3 separate regions of the Mus musculus genome follow, and regions 2 and 3 are each linked to region 1. A link is a contact called in public HiChIP or PLAC-seq data. All regions are on one chromosome and are shown on one strand. Each heading gives the region's core, a stretch centred on a gene start, on an enhancer-like site or on the middle of the called end of the contact. The rest is flanking DNA. Distances are from core to core; before and after follow the strand shown. Region 1 holds the start of Vps72 (vacuolar protein sorting 72). Region 2 holds the start of Aph1a (aph1 homolog A, gamma secretase subunit). Region 3 holds the start of Adamtsl4 (ADAMTS-like 4).

Region 1 (3,693 bases), core at 790-3,289:
ACTGTCTATTCTTCCAGAGGACTGGTTCAAAATCCCAGCACCCACATGGCAGCTCACCAGTGTTTGTAACTCTAGACCCAGAGGCTCTGGCACCCTCACACAGACAGACATGCAGCCAACAACAACATACATAAAAAATAAACAAATCTAAAATATAAAAAATAAATTAAAAATAAAAGCAAGTGAACAAACAAAATCTATATAAGGCCAGGAGTAGAGTCCCTTGGGAGGCAAAGAAGCTGAGCGTGGTGGCCTAAAGCAAGTTGACCTCTGTGAGGCCAGACTGACCTAGTTCCAAGTGAGTTTCAAGACAGTCAGAGCTATGTAGAGAAACCCTATCTCATAGAACAAAACCAAATCCAGCTCAGGCCTATATCCTCCATAGCAATCTACAAAACCATATCTATAGGTTTCACACCAGGACCTCAGTGCCTTTCCAACTGAGCCCTCCTTTTCCTCCCTGACTCTTCAGCCAGCCAAGGTCTGCTCTTTATAAATGTCCTCATTTTAAATGTTATTTCCCCAGCACTGCCTGTCTTTAACAACTCTGGGACCTTCAGGGTGGCTCTGTGGGCAAAGGAGCTTGCTGTATAACCCTGACCACCTGAGTTTGCTTCCTTGGGCTCCTATGATGAAAAGAGAGACTGAACTCCTACAAGTTGCCTCTGGTCTCCATATGCAGACACACAAACATAATACAATTTAAAAAACAAAACACAAACCTCTCACCTGTTATCTTGAACTTAAGTCTTTATCGTACAGTATCTAAGCTGACTAGGATCCCAGACAGTTGCCCTGCAAGGTAGGGCTTGTTTTTATTTACTGCCAGGGGCCAGTAATCCAGGATCTAGGACTCATTTTCTAGGCTAGTGATATACTACTGAGCTACAAACTATATTTCCATCCTCAGGGAAGTTTTTAATGTTTCCAAGGAATCCACCACAACCATTTAATTACATATAGTATGCTGATCTGGTTGTACAACATATATTCAATCACTGAACAGCTTCTATTAACAAAAATTTAGCCAAATGTCAGCCTTGTTTGTAAAAAAAAGACCGAATTCTGTTACAGACCTTAAAACCAACCAGAAAATGAGACATAAACCAAATCTAACTGTAAACTGAAATTTTGTTTCTATGATGGAAATAAATGGGGATTCTCTTAGTCGATAAAGGGTCACCTAAGAAAACAGTAAGCTATGATTTGAAAGCTGAAAACGAGAGTGTGCTAACTTTTTTGTTTTTTTTTTTTTTTTTTTGGTTTTTTTTTTTTTTGGTTTTTCGAGACAGGGTTTCTCTGTATAGCCCTGGCTGTCCTGGAACTCACTTTGTAGACCAGGCTGGCCTCGAACTCAGAAATCCGCCTGCCTCTGCCTCCCGAGTGCTGGGATTAAAGGCGTGCGCCACCACGCCCGGCGGAGAGTGTGCTAATTAAGTTTGTTTCTGGACAGGTTCCTTTTGGTAAATAACTCGGCAGCGGGACGAGAAAACTTCAAAGCCGACAAAGACACAGACACTGATACGCACACACACTCCTCCAGACTCCGCCATCCAGCCAGGAGCGTACAAGAAAATTGTAAAGCCGATAAACACACACACACACACACACACACACACACACACACTCCGAAGAAAATTGCAAAGCCGACAAAGACACAGACACAAACACACATGCGCGCACACACACACGCACACAGAGGCACATACACACGCGCGCGCACACACACACAAAGTCCCCTCCACTCCGCCGTCCAGCCCGGAGCGCCTTTCCGAGCCTTTCTCAATCCCCGCCCCCTTCCTCTTTGTCCAGGGTTTTCCCTTCTCCTCGCCTCTCTCTTTCCCTCTTCCTGGGCCCGGCTCTTGCCTCGGTGAAACCCCCGTAAGTTGTCTGGTAGAACTCATCTTCCTCCTCTGCTTCCAGGAGCCCAGAAAGCCGGTTCCCAGCGGTTTTCCGTGGGGCCCGGCCCCCAGCCAAACTCATACCGCCTACAGCGACTGCGCTGCCGCCTTCAGCCCCTGGCCCAGCTCGGGGTTCTCGCAGATCGGCACTCGACACTATTACCTGCGGGCGACCGTCAATGACGGAAGTTCAGCGTCTGCAAGCAAAAGCAGCCGAGCGTCGAGAGGTCCTAGTTATTTTCACCTTAAGTCTCTTTGTGGCTGGTGGCTGCTGTGGCCACTCATAGGCAGCGCCTAGGGCACAGTACCAGGGTTCCTCCTCCTTACCTAGATATTTTGTTTGTTTTTCTACAGACAGGATCACACTTTACAGTCCTGGCTGGCCTGGAGCTACCTGTGTAAAGCAAGCTGCCCTCGAACTCAGAGATCTTCCTGCCTCTGCCTCCCGGTGATGGAATTAAAGGTGTGCGCCAAGTAGGCCTGCCTCATAGCAAACTCCTTTCCCTTCTCCGCTCCTACTTTTTTTTTTTTTTTAAGATTTATTTATGCTAGGCAGTGGTGGCGCACGCCTTTAATCCCAGCTCTTGGGAGGCAGAGGCAGGTGGATTTCTGAGCTCAAGGCCAGCCTGGTCTACAGAGTGAGTTCCAGGACGGCCAGGGCTATACAGAGAAAAGCTGTCTCAAAAAAAAAAAGTATGTATGTATGTATGTACTTATTTATTTATTTAATATGAGTACACTATTGTTGTCTTCAGACACACTGGGAGAGGGCACCGACAGCTCTTTCAGAGATCCTGAGTGAATTCAATTTCCAGCAACCACATGGTGGCTCACAACCATCTGTAATGGGATCTGATGTCCTCTTCTGGTGTTTCTGAAGACAGCTACAGTGTACTCATATACATAAAATAAATAAATAAATCTTTTTAAAAATTGTATGACTTTTTTTTTTAACTATGTGTTTGTGTTCATGTGTGTGAGCATGTACCACTGCACTGGTGTGGAGGTCAGAAGACAAATGTGCAGGAACTGGCTCTCCACGTTTACTGTGTGGAATCTGGGGTCAAAGTCAGGTCACCAGGCTTGATGGCAGGCTCCTCTATCTGCTGAGTTTTGGTTTTGGAGACTGGTTCTCTATGTACTCCAAGCTTGCCAGTCTCATAGACTGGTCTGCTATGGTCTTCTCCGTGTTTCATGCTACTAGGTTAAGGGAAGAGTTTGTTTTTGTTTTTGTTTTGGAGTGTGTGTGTGTGTGTGTGTGTGTGTGTTTCCCCCTCTTTGCTGGGAATGGAACCCAAGGTCTCAGGAACTCTAGAAAAGCATTCTACTACAAAGGTACATCCCAAGTGAGGCCAAGGATTGTATCTGTCTATACTACGAATGTGAATGCCTGCAATAGGCTAGGTTTAGGTAAACAATGAAAGACTAAATGAAGAAGGTATTCATTCTTTTACTGTTTTTTGGTTTTATTTTTGTTTCTGTTTTTTTTTTCTAATGCCAAGGATTAAATTCAGAGTAGTGTATAAGATAGGTAAGTTCTCTAATTCTGAACTACACCCCTATCCCCAAAAGGTGCTTTGATAAAGCACACTTACATGCACTGACAACCGAATGGGTGGCCCTTCTTTGAGGTCACCAGATTGCCTCCCTTCTGAAAGTATGTATTGGTGAACTCCCTTTGCCATTTCCTCAGGAGCACCAAGCCACAGCGTTCTTCTCTGCCCCAGCTCCCACACCTTGCCCAGTCACCCCAGTTCTGCTATGCTAGGAATGTCACTAGGGAAGAGTAACC
Region 2 (3,693 bases), core at 491-2,990, 780 kb before region 1:
CGGTGAGCCAGAGGAGCCTCCCAGGGAAGGGCAGTAAGTCAGGGCCAGGGAAGGACAGGGCACAAAGGCAAGGTTAGAAGTGGGCCTTACCTGAAGTCAGGAAGTAATAGGGTGAGTCTCCATGGATCCCAACCACACCTGGCCCAAGTGCATCAGCCAAAATATTGATAACAGAGAAGACACCACTGATGATACCGAAGGACAGACCAGAAACTGGGGGGAGGGGAGGGTCTTGTCAACGACCAGGACCACCACAGCTTCATTAGCAGTACCTACTCCCCAAGCCCAGGGAAAAGTCTACCATACCTACTCTCCCTCCAGACCGCCTCTCCTTGGAAGTCAAGTATGAAGAAAAACACTTTAGCATACGTGGCTGTTTAGATTACCCAGAAAGAGAGGATGGGGTGTCCAACTCCCTCCTCTGGTCCCTCTCCCTTGGCTCACCATAGGCCATCTGTCGGATGGAGATGGGTGATCTTCCGTCCTCACTCAGTGATGCTAAGCCCTCATCTGCCTTCCTGGGAAACAGAAGGAAGGGCAGGGATGTTCCTTCCCCTCCAATACCCTCCCTTTAACGACCCTTACTCCAACCACCATCGCAGGGCTGGCCCACTTCCCGCCATGCACACCACTGTCCCCCCTCCCTTCCAGAGCCCCCCTTGTCCTTACTTAAGGAGCTTGTAGTAAGCAAAACGGAACACTTCCTGTAGAAGGACAGAGACAGCAGCACCAAAAATCAGGAGGCCATACTGGAGCCGTGCATCTGATCGGTCTGTCACATGGACCAAGATGAACCAGACCACAGAAGCCAAGAGCAGGGAGACCAGCCAGAAAAAGGCTCTGAGAAAACACAAGGGCAATGAGAGAGGCAAAGACAGGAGCAGATGGAAAAATCAAGGAGGGAGCCAGCCAAGGATGGAATGTATGAAAAGTGGAAGTTAGACTTCCGGATGGTAAGGGAGACAGGGACCAGATAAGTGTCTCCACCAACAGACTCATTTGTAAGAATCTGAAAGCAGCAGAAAGGGTAGAGATCTGGTTAGAGTCTTCATTAGAGTCAAAGTGTGTGGGCATGAACGGACAGACTAGGTATCCATTCCAAGATCCTTGGCTGGCCGAGGTCAGCACAGCCCCCTCATTAATCTTGGCCTTGGGCCTTCTCTGACGTTGCCGGGAGGACTACAGGAAGAATCTGTGAAATCCCTGGAAGGCGGAAGCCGACTGCGGGAAATTCTCCTAGATCACGATTTGACCCTGTGTCCAACCTTTTCCGACTTCTGCCCCCCAACTCAGGCTCCCAAGCCTGCTCCAGTTCCTCCAGCCCTTTCTGCACCTTTTTCTCTACGTTCGGCCCCGTCTCCACCACTCGACACTCACCCCGCCACCAGGATGATAACCCGAAGTGGGTCTCCAGCTACAGTGATCAGGAAAAGGGAGAAGGCTGGGCCGAACGCGACGAAGGTGCATCCGAAAAACACAGCAGCCCCCATGACTGGGCAGCTGGGGAAGGGAGGGAACCCCGGCCAAGGAAGGCGAAAGGGAGCTGCGCGCCGAGGGGGAGTCCGCGTGGGGCGAGGACGCAACCCCAGGAGGGGCGCGGTGCAATGTCACCCCCGGACCCCGGGGAAGGGGAAGGGGGGGTGCCGAAACCCCGGACGAAGGTCCGCCCGACCTCGTCTACGGAAGCCGAAGAGGGAACAACCCCCGGTCGCTGCCCCATGGCCACCTCCCATCTAATTCCCACCCCCGGAAGGCCAATGAATACTTGGTGGGGCGGAACTGCAGAGGCGGGGTCATGGCGGCATGGCCTTCTGGGAGTTGTAGTCTCTCATCCTCAGAGCCCTCCTCTTGGTGCTGGGAGTGGCTTCAGAAGAGTAGGCTGGAGTCTGGGCCCAATCAGAACAATGATTCCTGGGTTCGCTGGCGCCTTGGCCACGGTTTCCTTTCTTTCGGTAGAGAAGGGTGATAGCCACCCTACCTATTACTAGAGGAGCTTTGTCGGAGGAAGATCCTGTTTGACTCTAGAGACAAATAAAAAAGAGCACAGGATAGAGGTTGTGGGAAGATAGGGACGGACATTGTTCTTAAGTTGAATTAGAGGAAATGACCCAGAGAAGCATCCTGAGGGATCAAAGTTAGGCTTAAAAGTTGGAACTCTTTGGGCAGCCTGGTATAGGAATTACGTCTTAAATGAAGCCTCCACTTGTATTCTGTAATGACAGAATGAGAAAAGCAGGAGGAGCCGGGAGAGAAATATTAGGAAAATGTTTGGAAGGAATCGTGGAGTCACAAAGCAACTAGAGCAATGGGACTGAGAGGAAATTACACCCATCCCCTCCACCCCCGCCCCACGCCGAGCTGCTTGGTTCCTTTGATGTCATACTTCCTTTATTTATAGTCTGGAAAATAAACTTGAGTGGTGTCTTTTCCTCAGGCTGGGGAGAGAGATTTCATATTATCAGGAATCATCATTTGTATGAGGACGGGTTGGTCCTTAGGAGTCTGCAGAACAGAGGAATCCTATGATGGGATCTGAGCATTTTGATCATATATGAGAAAAATCGTTTTTTGAGGGTACATACAAAGCAACAACAAACTACAGAAAAATTTAAAAGATTACCGGGCTTCCTGGAGGTTTTTGCAAAAAGTCACTAGGAGGGGAATCAGTGGAGGTGGGGGGGTGGGGGGGATGGGAGGGTAGGGGGGGTGGAGGGTTGGGGGGGTCTGGCGGTCACTAGACACATTGTTCCCCAAGGTTAGGAGGATGGGAACATCTTGGCCAGTGTTCAGGATTCCATGTGTGTTCAACAGGCTGAGTCTGGGCCACTCTTCTCTGTGAGCTGTTAGCAGCTGTGGGGAACAATCTGTGCATGATGAGCCCACAGCCACTTGCACGGTGTTCAAGGACTCATTTTAGATGCTTAGCAAGTATTTACTAGGTATGTGAGGCTTGTGGAGCTTTTCTTTTGTTCTAATAGCTATTTTTATGTGTGTGGGAGGGGGTTGTGTCATGTATATCTGTGCAACATGTATGTGCTCGGTGCTCTTGGAGGCCAGATGAGCACATCAGAACCCTCGGGACTGCGGCTACAGATGATTGTGATCCACCATGTGGTGCAAGGACATAGCCAGGGCTACCTGTGAGGGAGTGGAGAAGAGCAGGGGCTGGAGAAAGGGAAGGAGCCCAGGGAAAATAGACAAATGCAAGAACAATGGATATAGGGAGTACAGTTGTTATAGGAAGGATGCACAGCTGGCAGGGGAGGGGATGGGGAGGGGAGGGGATGCACAGCCGGCGGGGGCTGATAAACATGATAAAAAAGATCATGTTTCCCTCAGAGTGGAGAGCAACCCTGCACAGCAATGGTAACTTAAGGCCTGCAAGAAGGAAGGTGGATTTTGGGGAGCATTGAGAGGGAGGAAGCATAGGAGGGGAGAGGAGAGGGTGAACTTTGGTCCCAGCAGTGGGAGTCCTGAGCGGACCTAATCCAGGGCTAGGGGCTCTCCAGGAATAACAAGTTAGCATCCAACAAGGGGGTTAAGGGGGTTGGCTCTAGGTCCAGCAGCTATGTAAAGATCTACGGAGCGAGTAGGCGGAGAGTTCTGTCCCCTGGGAGAAGAATCACTCCAGTGCCCTCCCAGCTTCACAGCAGCAGGGGAGGCGGGGTAAGTGTGGTGGGAAACAGCAATTTC
Region 3 (3,693 bases), core at 641-3,140, 580 kb before region 1:
AAGGGGCTTTCCCTGAGAAGACAGCTCTATCTATAAATACACCACGGGTTGGGACTGTGTGTCCACAGCCGTCCTTAGGGACGCCACACTTCCAGAGAGGGGTGTTAACCCATTGCTTTCCCAGGCTCTTCAGGACCAGACACAGGAACTGAGGAAGGTTAAGGAGAGACCCCTTGTGGAGGTGCTTGTCCTAAGAGAGTGGGAGGATTTGCTGAGAAACCAAAAAAAAAAAGTGCATGTTAAATTTCAAATAAAGTTAAAATCTGGATCATCCCAATACTGTATCCCAGACTCAGGCTAAGCAAGAGAAGTTCAAATTTGGGGTCAGCTTGGCTCCATAGCAAGTTTCCTGTCAATCGGCCCTACCGTGGCAGGACCTTGTCTAAATAACAAATAATATCTTTCTGCCTTGATCAGTGCTGGGAACGGCTGGGGACAGAACCCAGAGCATCCTGCATGCAAAGCTCTGCTTCAGCGCATTATTACACCCCCAGACATAGGGCTGTTTTATATACACACCCACTGCCTTGGGATAGACCCTGCTTCCACAGTTAACATGTCAGCTCCAAAGTGATCATTTCTCACTGGCAGGATCTGTTCAAACTAGACTTGGAGACTTAAGGACTTAAACTAGCTTCTGTGCCCTCAGCACAAAGTGTAACATATAGCCAAGAAACTAGGAAACATTAGCCGGGGGCACCAGGGCCCTCTGTTGTTTTATGGGTTGCAAGACAATATGTTGCTACAACTTCTGTATTTGAGTGTCTTGACATTGGTGGTGAGCCTGGCCTTCAATGGCTGAGCCATCTCTCTAACCTTGCTCTGGTATTTCATTGTTGAAACTAGGGTGGTCTCACTCTGTAGCCCAGCTTGCCCTAGAACTTGCTGGATTTCCCAGGCTGGTCTTGAACCAGTGGTTCCCCTCTCTTGCCTCAGCCTCCCAAGTGCTAAACATGCACTACCATTCCCTATATATTCTCCCCCACCCCCACCCCCCGCCCAGCCTCAGCTGGAATTCACCCTGAAGACCAGTCTAGTATCGAACAACCTATACGTTTTTGTTTTTCAAAGAAGTTACGAGGTTGGACAGGCAAGGCATAGGCAGGCCTTTAATCCCAACACTGCAGTAAGCAATAGCAGGTGGATCTCCATGAGTTGAAGGCTGGCCTGGTCTACACAGTTCAAGCCAGACAGGGCTACCGAGACCCTGCCTCAAAGACAAACAACAAACCAACAATCCATTAAAAGACATATGAATAGAATAAAAAGCATAAAAACTGAAAGCTGTTTTCATCCCTTCCCCACCCCTCCTCAGTCATTCTTCCACATGGAGATGGATAAACATTTCCAAGCCTAATATACACATCAAATTCTCCCATTCTACAGAGGACACTGCCGCATTGAAGTTGAAGTGCTCATGAAAGACCACAGAGCTGGCAAGTGCTCAAGCTGAAATTCAAATCCAAATTGTCTGACTCATAATTCAGCGTGCATTCCTCCCGCTAAGCTCCAGGGTGTAAAATTTTATGGATGAAGAAACCGAGGCTCAGAGAGGTCCCTGGCCATCAGAGCCACATGGTTCACTGCCCAGTATGGGAAAAGCGGAGGCGATGGCATTGGCTGCATGGAGGAGAGGGCCTTGGCTTGAGCAGATCTGAGTTTGCTCAGGGCTACATGGGTCTAGTTTGCAAATCCCCTTGCTGGTTCGGGGCTAGCCCAGGTTCTTCGAGGACAGGCTCCAACCAAAAGGAGCCTGCCAGAGTTGGTGGGGTCTCGAGCCCCGGGGCGGGCGCGGGAACCGTGTCCACAGCGTGGCTGCAAGCTCTTTAGCTGTACGGGGCACCCGGGGTGGGTGGTTGAGTCCGGCGCGTGGCGGGCGGGGCACGGGTGGCGTGGGGCGGAGCCTGCCGCGGGCGGCGCTGTCCTGGGGCTCCGGGCCGCGGTGGCCACTACCAGAGGCAGCTGGAGAGAGCGGGCGCAGAGAAGGTAGAACCTCCCCGACCCCCCGCCTGGGCTCTGACTGTCTCAGAACAGCGGACCCTAAGGCGAATTCCTGGGGAGGGGGTCTGGTCCCTGGGACTCCGAGTCCCATCACCCGGGCGAGGGCTTGTGCCAAGATTCCTATTAAGTCACATAGTGAAGTTGGAAAACATACCCAGGACCTCCCTGCACGCCGGCACAGCCGGCTCTTCCCTGAGGGGCTTCGGGAAGATGCGACCAGACGCCTGTACTCTGGGAACGCAGGGATAGGGTGTCCGGGAGGGATGCGGGTGAGTGCTCTTTGCACAACTCAATCTGTTGTGAGAGGTTGAGGGAAAAGACACCTGTTGGGATGTTTGGGGGGGGGGGGATGCCGTGAAAACCCTGGCATTCTGACAGGACAGCATCTCTCCTCTGCTAGCCCAGCCCTTACTAACCCTCCCTCCACCCGTCCACTCTGCATTGGCTCATTTGCCTGAAGTGAGCCTGGGGTGAAGGGGTTAGCACCCTGCAAGTCACTTTCCTTGGTGTCACTGGCCCACAAGGGGGTGTGACCAGGAGCAGCATAGGTTTGTGCTCAGCCAGGGTCCACCGTGACTTCAGGATGCCCACTTCCAACCTCATTTTCCTCACCCTGGGCGTGGAGAAAGGACAAACATACATTTGTGCGGGGGGGGGGGGGGGTGTCGGCTCCTGCTCCCCTATGCAGGGGAGGGTGGGGTGGACTTTTCCAGAGAGGGAGCCAGGCCTGGCCCTAGCCCCAGGAGTTCTCGTCACCCCCCACCCCTCACTTCTCCAGAGAGCTGCCAAAACCAGCTCAGGACAGGATTATGTGTACTGGGTAGACCACGGAGAGGCATCAGGGACAGACTGGAGGAGCAGAGAGGCGCAGAGGGAGGTGGAGAGGGGACCAGCATCAGACAGGTTGTGTCCATCACACACACCCCCCATCCTTCCAGCCTCACTGGGCAGGCAGAGGGCTGATGAGTGGGTTGAACAGGGCCACTCGTCCATCAGGGAAGTCGTAGATTCAGTGGCTGGCTCAACTGAAGAAGGACGTGGTGCCTTTTACCTCCTCCCTAGCTCCAAGAACTCAGCTCAGCCCATTTGGTCTCCTCCTCAAATTCCCAAGCCCTGGGGTCCCAGGGAGGGGGAGCAGGACCTAGCTTTGCCCCCCTCTCTGTCCTTTGCATGCCCTGATCTGGCCTACTTTGGCCAGCGATCCTTGGATTCTTCTCATGGTGCCATTCAAAGGCAGCAGAAACAGTGTTTTTCCTGGAAAGCAGAACTTAGATGGGATGAGGATGTGGGTAGGCGGGGCCTCAAAGAGAAGGCAGGGAATGGAGGATGGGGGTAGGGAGAGACAAGATTTGAGGACAGGTATGAAGACCCCTGCTACCCAGTGTTTACAGCTAGACTTAAGGGTGGACTTTCCAGGGATACGGGAGGGAGAACCTGGCAAGCATGGGCTGCTATGGCTACATCTCTCCTTCTTAGGTGTCCCAGTTTGGCTGAGCATTGTAAGGAAAAAAAAAAAAGCAGAAAACTAGTTGTACATGAGCTAAGTCACCCTGAGCCAGTGCCTTGTGGATGCTGGCACTCATGGGGAGGATAAGTCACTGCCTCTTCTCAGGAGATGAAGCCATTAACCCACTTAGTTTATCCCTTGGACAAAAAAAAATGCCCGGGGCAGCCTGTATGAGCCTTGTCCTC

The links. HiChIP or PLAC-seq counts read pairs in DNA pulled down with a chosen protein or histone mark.
Region 2: a FOXA1 HiChIP or PLAC-seq map of pancreatic cancer cells shows a contact between it and region 1. The contact joins the promoter of Aph1a here to the promoter of Vps72 in region 1. A contact is called at or near these places in 3 of 39 promoter capture datasets (liver, neural stem cells and pre-B cells), 1 of 115 datasets of contacts at active chromatin or transcription factors (pancreatic cancer cells) and 2 of 9 other capture datasets (adipose tissue and liver).
Region 3: an HNF4G HiChIP or PLAC-seq map of pancreatic cancer cells shows a contact between it and region 1. The contact joins the promoter of Adamtsl4 here to the promoter of Vps72 in region 1.

What each region holds. Positions count from the first base shown.
Region 1 is chr3:95,109,388-95,113,080 of GRCm38.p6, reverse strand. Vps72 (vacuolar protein sorting 72) reads right to left here and starts at 2,039. Exons shown (of 6, transcript NM_009336.2): 1 at 1,867-2,039. The coding sequence starts at 1,983.
Region 2 is chr3:95,891,968-95,895,660 of GRCm38.p6, reverse strand. It overlaps Aph1a (aph1 homolog A, gamma secretase subunit), which reads right to left and starts at 1,740. Exons shown (of 6, transcript NM_146104.3): 1 at 1,378-1,740; 2 at 670-840; 3 at 445-518; 4 at 91-213. The coding sequence starts at 1,490. It also overlaps a transcript of BC028528 not described here.
Region 3 is chr3:95,686,114-95,689,806 of GRCm38.p6, reverse strand. It overlaps Adamtsl4 (ADAMTS-like 4), which reads left to right and starts at 1,890. Exons shown (of 18, transcript NM_144899.3): 1 at 1,890-1,986.